Linked DNA regions of Zea mays: region 2 is linked to region 1. A link is a contact called in public Hi-C data. All regions are on one chromosome and are shown on one strand. The core of a region is the stretch at or near the end of the contact, and the rest is flanking DNA. Distances in the headings are between cores, read along the strand shown. Region 1 holds the start of LOC100383121. Region 2 holds the start of LOC732720 (hemoglobin 2).

Region 1 (4,188 bases), core at 1,143-3,642:
TGGCGATTCATGCCAAAAAGGGGGAGAAATGAGCCCAAAGCAAAAGGACCGCACCAATTTCAAAAACTTAGTGTTGAATATTTTTCATTTGGTTTTCCTATTGTGTTCAAAAGGGGGAGAAAGTAGTATTTCAAAATGATATATCAAAACCCTCTTGAACACTAAGAGGAGAACCTCATTTAGGGGGAGTTTTGTTTAGTCATAGGAAAAGCATTCGAAACAAGGGGAGAAAATTTGAAATCTTGAAAATGCTTTGCAAAACTCTTATTCACTACCTTTGACTATTTGCAAAAGAACTTTGAAAAGAATTTACAAAAGAATTTTGCAAAAACAAAACATGTGGTGCAAGCGTGGTCCAAAATGTTAAATAAGAAAGAACAATCCATGCATATCTTGTAAGTTTTTATTTTGGCTCAAATTCAAGCAACCTTTACACTTACATTATGCAAACTAGTTCAATTATGCACTTCTATATTTGCTTTGGTTTGTGTTGGCATCAATCACCAAAAAGGGGGGAGATTGAAAGGGAATTAGGCTTACACCTAGTCCCTAATTAATTTTGGTGGTTGAATTGGCCAACACAAACAATTGGACTAACTAGTTTGCCCAAGTGTATAGATTATACAGGTGTAAAAGGTTCACACTCAGCCAATAAAAAGGCCAAGTTTTGGATTCAACAAAGGAGCAAAGTGGCAACCGGAGGCCCTCTGGTCTGGGAGCACCGGACTGTCCGGTGTACACCGGACAGTGTCCGGTGCACCACCGGACAGTGTCCGGTGCACCAGAGGACTCCACCCCAAACTCGCCACCTTCGGGAATTTCCAGAGGCACTCGCGCTATAATTCACCGGACTGTCCGGTGTACACCGGACAGTGTCCGGTGCGCCAAGGGAGGTCGGCCTCAGGAACTCGCCAGCTTCGGGAGACTCCAACGGCTAGTCCGCTAAAATTCACCGGACTGTCCGATGTGCACCGGACTGTCCGGTGCGACTCCGGAGCAACGGCTATCTCCGCGCCAACGGATACCTGCTGCGCATTTAATGCGCGCTCTGCGCGCGCAGATGGCAGGCGCGCCCATTCCGGCACACCGGACAAGGAACAATAGCTGTCCGGTGTGCACCGGACACCCAGGCGGGCCCACAAGTCAGAAGCTCCAACGATCAGAATCCAACGGCAGTGATGACGTGGCAGGGGGCACCGGACTGTCCGGTGTACACCGGACTGTCCGGTGTGCCATCGAACAGACAGCCTCCCAACGGCCACATTTGGTGGTTGGGGCTATAAATACCCCAACCACCCCATCATTCATTGCATCCAAGTTTTCCACTTCCCAACTACTACAAGAGCTCTAGCATTCAATTCTAGACACACCAAAGAGATCAAATCCTCTCCAAACTCCACACAACGCCATAGTAATTAGAGAGAGTGATTTGCTTGTGTTCTTTCGAGCTCTTGCGCTTGGATTGCTTTCTTCTTTCTTGATCCTTTCTTTGCAATCAAACTCACTTGTAATTGAGGCAAGAGACACCAAGCTTGTGGTGGTCCTTGCGGGAACTTTGTGTTCCAAGTGATTGAGAAAAGAAAGCTCACTCGATCCGCGGATCGTTTGAGAGAGGGAAGGGTTGAAAGAGATCCGGCCTTTGTGGCCTCCTCAACGGGGAGTAGGTTTGCAAGAACCGAACCTCGGTAAAACAAATCTCCGTGTCTCACTTGCTTATTTGCTTGGGATTTGTTTTGAGCCCTCTCTTGCGGACTCGTTTCTTTAATACTAACGCTAACCCGGCTTGTAGTTGTGTTTATATTTGTAAATTTCAGTTTCGCCCTATTCACCCCCCCTCTAGGCGACTTTCACATAATGTTTTTTCTATTGTGGCTCGTGAGCTAAACCAGTTAGCTCGAGCTCGTAAACATGCCGAACTAGGCTGACTCTATAATTCGTTAGCTTAACGAGCTAAACTGACTCTATGACTCGTTAGATTAACGAGCCGAATCGAACCGAGCCAACTCTTTAGTTTAAGGCCCTGTTTGGCATAGCTTATTTTCAGCTTCTTCACAAATTTAAGCAGAAGTTCTGACAAACAGACAGCTTTTGCAGCAGCTTATTAATTCAGCTGCTTTTTAAAATAAACTAAAAACAGACAACAAGCAGAAGCTGTTTTTTACTAGCTTATCAGATAAGTTGTTTCTTTAATAAGCAGCAGCTGTGTCAAACAGCTCTGGGAAACCAGCTCGAATTCTGCCGATCCGAGCCTGTCTCGATATGCAGCCCTTACCTACAACGGATGCGAGTTGCTCATCTGTGGGCCGCGGTGTGGCCGCCACCTCATCACAGGCGCCCACCACTACCAGGCCACCCCAAAACGCAACGCATCGCGACGGCTCCCCAACCCCAACAAGTCTCTTGGCCAGGTCTCCCTCTCCCCGGCTCTCCGCCTTCCTCTTCCAGTCCCCGCGCGCGAGATCGCCGCCCCGTGTGGGCCCTAGATCCCGATGGCCTCGCGCCGCCGCACCCTGCTCAAGGTCATCATCCTCGGCGATAGTGGGTGCGCGCTTCAGATCCCCTCCTCCCTGGCCCCACTCCCGCTCCCCCCTTGCGAACGCTTTGCCTTTTTGTCTCTCGCTGATCTCTGTTTCCTGTGATCTAGGGTTGGGAAGACTTCCTTGATGAACCAGTATCCTGCGATTCGGATCGATTCTTGACAAGCTGACTTGATTTCGTTTCGTCGATTTTTTTATTTCTTCTGGTTGGTTGGCTTGTTTTCTTTGAGCTGTGATGTAATTCAGATATGTGAACAAGAAGTTCAGCAATCAGTACAAGGCTACGATCGGCGCGGATTTCCTCACCAAGGAGGTGCAGTTCGAGGACAGGCTCTTCACTCTGCAAGTAAGATTGGTTCCCCTATCCATATGCTGTGCCGTGCTCCGCGAGTAGTTCGGTTTCTTTACGTCAACTTAGTACTTTATTAATTAGTTTGCGAATTTATCAGCCATGATGCTTAAAAAGTATAAGAGAGGATGTTTGCCGTTAAACACTCGAATGCTTGCTTGTTAGGCCATAGCATCATGTTTGTTGCGGCCGACACAGTCTACCCAATATGCTGTTTTATTTAGGCAGTTCGCTTGCACTTGAAATATCGAGCTCCGGCACTAGCTCTTGTTGACAAAATGTCAGTTCATCAATTTTATTGCTTCATTAATTTACTGCATTAGCAAAACAATGCAGCGAAGTATTTCTGCTATAAAACGCTCCTCCTAAATTGTAAAAAGTGTACTCTTCACAACTTGTGGGCATGTACATTATTTTCATTAATAGTGAATCAGATGTTGGCATCGCGCTGCTGATTGTCATGATGTTGTTTAGATTAGCATAGGGCATTTGGGACAAGTGTGTCATTAACCCTTTTTTGTACTTGACCGAAATCTTGATCTTTGCTTAATTAACAGATGACTGTTCAGATAATTTCAAACCTTCTAGATATCTGTTATTTTTTTATGCTTCTTCATCTTGGTCGTCTCTATTGCGTACATAATAAATGTAGATTCAGAATAATATGATGTGAAGAGAAATGTCAAAGGTATTGTCCGCTGGTTTAGGGTATTTAACAACATATCTTTGTAGATATGGGACACTGCTGGCCAGGAAAGGTTTCAGAGTCTCGGCGTTGCATTCTACCGGGGAGCAGATTGTTGTGTCCTAGTCTATGATGTTAATTCTATGAAATCATTTGACAACCTGAATAACTGGCGAGAAGAGTTTCTAATTCAGGTGAAATATCTCCAATGGTTTATTAGTTCAGTCTCACAGCAATCCTGTCTTTTTATCTAACTTTGGATGTTTCCCTCTGCAGGCTAGCCCATCAGATCCTGATAATTTCCCTTTTGTTCTGTTGGGTAACAAAGTTGATGTAGATGGTGGCAACAGCCGCGTGGTAAACACCACTGCACGATTTGCTCTCAGAATAAATTCTCCGCTTGAACTAGATTGTGCTGGTTAGAAATGTGAACCACTTTCATTTTAGGTATCTGAGAAAAAGGCAAAGGCATGGTGTGCTTCCAAAGGGAACATCCCGTACTTTGAGACGTCTGCTAAGGACGGAACGAACGTGGAAGACGCCTTCCAGTGTATCGTGAAGAATGCTCTGAAGAATGAGCCAGAGGAAGAACTGTAAGCACACTGATTCTCCTTCCT
Region 2 (4,188 bases), core at 507-3,006, 220 kb after region 1:
TAGGATTTGTTAGCCAAACCTGCAGGATTAACTCGGGAACCGACTTATAACGGGTCCAGACCTCCCTCCCTTTATATAGACGAAGGGTTACAACCGATTTAAGCCCCTTACAATCGATCCAATTAAAACTATTTATCAATTTTTACCTTATTTGCATCGTTCTTCCAATTTAGGAGTAGAAGTAATCAAGCCTTAGTTTTACATCTAGTTTAGTCTTCACAAAATCTCTCTTCGACTCTACATCGATTAGAGAAGTGTCGGGCGACCTGCTGACCCGGAGCAATATCTTAGAACTCTCTCCCTCGAAGGGATCTCTCTCGAGGGTGAGTTCTAGTGTTCTTCGCGAAAAAGAAGACCCTCGGTTGCGGAAGCGTGCACCGGTGCCCAAGTTGCGGACTATACGACCCTATGTCGCGGAGTGTCCGTGACTCCACAGAGAGCACCGCTAGATAGTTTGTTTCAGTGTTTGGCGCCCAAATCAGCGCCAACACTTATACAACTAGAGATGTCACTGTTTCGGCCTTAAATTCTCACGACGTTCAGTCAAATTTCACTCGCATGACGGGCCTTTTCTGAATATTTTATTCATCATCACAAAAATGATGCGGTCGACAAACAAAAATGCAGCAGCATTAGCGACAGCTCCGTAGTTAGGTATCAGGCCAGCAGCAGTCCAAAAACACCCATTAACGCAGCGGTGCGCGTGCCACGGTCGCTAGCAGAGGAGCGTAGCAGGAGGCTAGGCTAGGAGCTAGGAAGCATCAACAGCCGCGGCGGCGTTCGTCGTCTCCTCCTCGGCGGCGGCGGCGTTCGTCGTCTCCTCCGCGGCGGTGGCGGCGTTCTTCGTCTGCTCCTCGGCGGCGGCGGCGTTCTTCATCTCCTCCTTGATGACGGCGGCCAGCTGGTCGTAGGCCTCCTCCCACGCCGCCTTCATCTCCGGCGTCCACATGTCCGGGACCGCGTCCCTGATGGTGTCCAGCAGCGCCGTCTTGACGACCTGCACGTTTAAAGACGAGCAAGACCGGTGGGTCTCTGTCTGTCAATCGCCACCGCTCACAGCTCACTCACTGCAACCGACGACACTTGCGAGCGCTGGAATATATAATCTGTGCCATCGAGCTTGCACTTGCAGAGGTTCATTGCGCCCCATGGATAGAAACACGTGTTAATGAAGTTACCTCGAAATGCGCGTCGGCGACGCCCGCCCTGGCGTGCGTCGCGCCCAGCCGCTTCAGGGTGGCCTCCCTCACCTTCACGTCGCCGGTGCTCCTCAGCTGCGTCGCCGACTCGCATGCCTGGACGCCAATTAAAGCAAAGCAGCAGGTAGCTAGATGAGGATAGAAACATGCGTACAGTACAGAGATAGATCGAGGTGGCTGACCATAACGAAGACGGTGACGGCGTGGGCCTTGAGCTTGGGGTGTTTCTCCAGCGGCGCGTCGCCGGCGTCGCGCAGGAAGGAGAACATCTGCTTGGCACCCGGCGCGATCTCAAAGATCCTGTTTTTATTTATTTATTTATTTAGCATGGCACGAAAGAAAATGACGGTTCCAGAGTAAACACATGCCATGGAAAACAAATTGCACGCGAATGTACGTAGTGTCATCACACACCTGAGGAAGAACTTAAGAGCAGTCGACTCAGAGTCGCTCTTCATGGCTTTCCATGAACGGAGGACGAGCTCTTCCTGTGCCTCACTGAACCCCATTATTCTTGTCTAGCTACTTCTCAGCGCTTCGGCAGGAGTATGTTTTGTGTGTTCCCCGTGTGATGCTACGCCGGTGCGAGATCTGATCTTCGTTTATATAGGCAACCAGCGTGAGGTGAGGGGAGACCGGGAGAGACTCAAGCTAGGGCTAGCTACAGGAGGCTGTGCTTTGATTTTTCGGAGAGGTGCGTGGCCCTTGAACGTGCGAACGGGGCAGAAGAAACGGGGCAGAAGCATCTTCTGTCCATGACGCTGATTCCCACGAGACCTTTTGTTTTTGAGGGGCGGGGGTATCGTCCCGTCCATGACTCCACGTGCTGGTCACGTCGTGGAAGATTTTAGATCGTTTCCACTACTTTTGGGGTTTTATATAAGGCTATCCACACTCATTCAACTCTAAAAATCCACTCTAAAAAGAATATTTCGTCCTAATCAGCAATATTCTCTACTCTATACAACAATTCCCTGCGCTCATGTTTACTCTACATCTCAACTCTATACCAACTCCCACGTTTTATATTATTTTTCCCACTCTCCTACCCTGCCTACCTACCTCCCCGCTCGGCACTCCGCCTCCCCCGCGGCAGACAGCAGCCGCTCGCCTCCCCTCCACCCGCTCGCTCTTCGTCCTCCGCCTTGCCTCCACCTCCCCAGCCTCCTTCCCTCCGGCCGGCCACCGCGCCTCCTTCCCTCTTCCTCCTCCCCGGCGTCGAGCGGATCCGGGCCGGCGCGCCGCTCTCCTCTCCCACGCCGGCGCGCGCGGATCCGGCGAGGAGGCGTGCGGATCCAGCCCGGCGGCTCGCGAATCCGGCTCGGGCACGCGCGGATCCGGCCAGGCGACTCACGAATCCGGCGAAGCCACGCGGATCCGGCGAGGAGGCGCGTGGATCCGACCCGGCGGCGCGCTGTCATCCTCCACCGATATAAGCCCCTATCTACATCTACTTTCCTTGAGTGAGCATAATATAGATTTTTTGATTCGATTCAAAATTCCAAGATAACTCATTAGAATTATTAATAAGACCGTCCTGATATATTAGGTAGGAATATTTAGATTGCCGATTTTTATGTACTTTATTACTTCTGTTCCAGAGCCTATCCCTATTGTTTATCCTTATGAAATATGATATAAAATTGAAGGTAGAAGAAAGGGATATAATGAAATTCTTGATTTGATTTTCAACCAAACCACGTGGCCGCCTGCTCCTCCGTCCAAGTCCGGCATCGCGCGCGAGGAAGAGGTGGTTGTCCACGTGGAGGAATAGGGTATCCACTGCAAGACGCTATATCTGAGGTTCGAGCTCGCCTTGGGCCCGGTGTAGTTGGTCATACAGTCCACCGCTGCAGGGATATTTTACTGTAAATGGCGATGCATCCAGTTTGCAGTCCGCGAGTGCAGATAGCCTAACACAATAAGGAAATCGTTTCCACTTTCCCTTATCCCTTTTTACTATGAATAGAACATCTAGAGGCGCAGTCTTGACGGAGGTGCTTCCTCTGTCTAAAAAGAAGGAAGATCTTTCTTTGATGGACCACAAACTGGAGAAAGTCTCTCCAGCGAATTTTGTTAACAAAGGGCAGCAAAGTTAGCCACCCGTAAAAAATGTAATACTAGATATGGTTTTAATAAAATTCGATCAAATATGTAGTTAAAGATACTATTGTTTATAATGTCAAATGAGTGTATTTTGCATATTTTTCTCATAATAAATCTAAATATTTTATTTGATACCAAAATACTAATATTTTATATATATTAAATTTAAGATAATTCAACTTATCATTGTGTTAGAATTGTATTCTTTTTTTATAAGTCAATCATGATTCAAGTACCAAGCAACAATACTAAACTGTTCCTCCATGCATCCATCGTCGACATGGGGAGCTTGTTAAAAATAGCCACGAGAAACAGCAAGACAGCTCGGAGTCTTGGACTTGTTAATATACTGGTTGTTTCAAAGATGATTCTTTGGACTGCTGCAACTATAAATTCAAAAAACGGTAGAAATCGATACGGATTAAAACCATATAAACATGTCAATATTCTTTACTCTCTATTTTAAAAGTAGGCTAATATTTTCTTTATAAGTCTTCAATTTTATTCTTAGCTCCTAGCCTCCAATGATAAGACCTCTAACAGTACGTGTACGGTGGACGCCAGGGCAAGAACAGTAGAACACCGAGAGCCTGAGAGATGCTCAACAACGTAATGGCAAACAAGGACGCCACTGAACAGTATCAGTACCTGAGGAAGAACTTGAGTGCAAACGATGCCGACTCGCCCTTCATGGCGTTCCACGCGTTCAGCACCAGCGCCTCTTGTTCGTCGCCAAAGGCGGCGGCGGCGGCGGCAGTGGCCACATCCGACGAAGTCCCGCTTGGTTTTAGCATCCTTCGCCGTCGTCCCCGCGGCTTCCATGCTCGCTGCCTGCTGCTCGTGCCCTGTCCGTTCTGAGCAGCGAGCCCCAGAGTGTTTGCAC

Evidence for each region. A called contact is a pair of places that touch in the nucleus more often than the background predicts.
Region 2: a Hi-C map of tassel shows a contact between it and region 1, with 1.6 times the contacts expected there. The contact joins the promoter of LOC732720 here to the promoter of LOC100383121 in region 1. A contact is called at or near these places in 6 of 25 Hi-C or Micro-C datasets (bundle sheath, ear, leaf and 1 more).

The regions. Positions count from the first base shown.
Region 1 is chr6:170,417,160-170,421,347 of Zm-B73-REFERENCE-NAM-5.0, forward strand. It overlaps LOC100383121, which reads left to right and starts at 2,393. Exons shown (of 7, transcript NM_001175787.1): 1 at 2,393-2,542; 2 at 2,645-2,671; 3 at 2,784-2,883; 4 at 3,619-3,765; 5 at 3,848-3,928; 6 at 4,019-4,164. The coding sequence starts at 2,490.
Region 2 is chr6:170,636,519-170,640,706 of Zm-B73-REFERENCE-NAM-5.0, forward strand. It overlaps LOC732720 (hemoglobin 2), which reads right to left and starts at 1,757. Exons shown (of 4, transcript NM_001112349.2): 1 at 1,614-1,757; 2 at 1,382-1,499; 3 at 1,179-1,295; 4 at 565-997. The coding sequence starts at 1,708. The coding sequence ends at 752.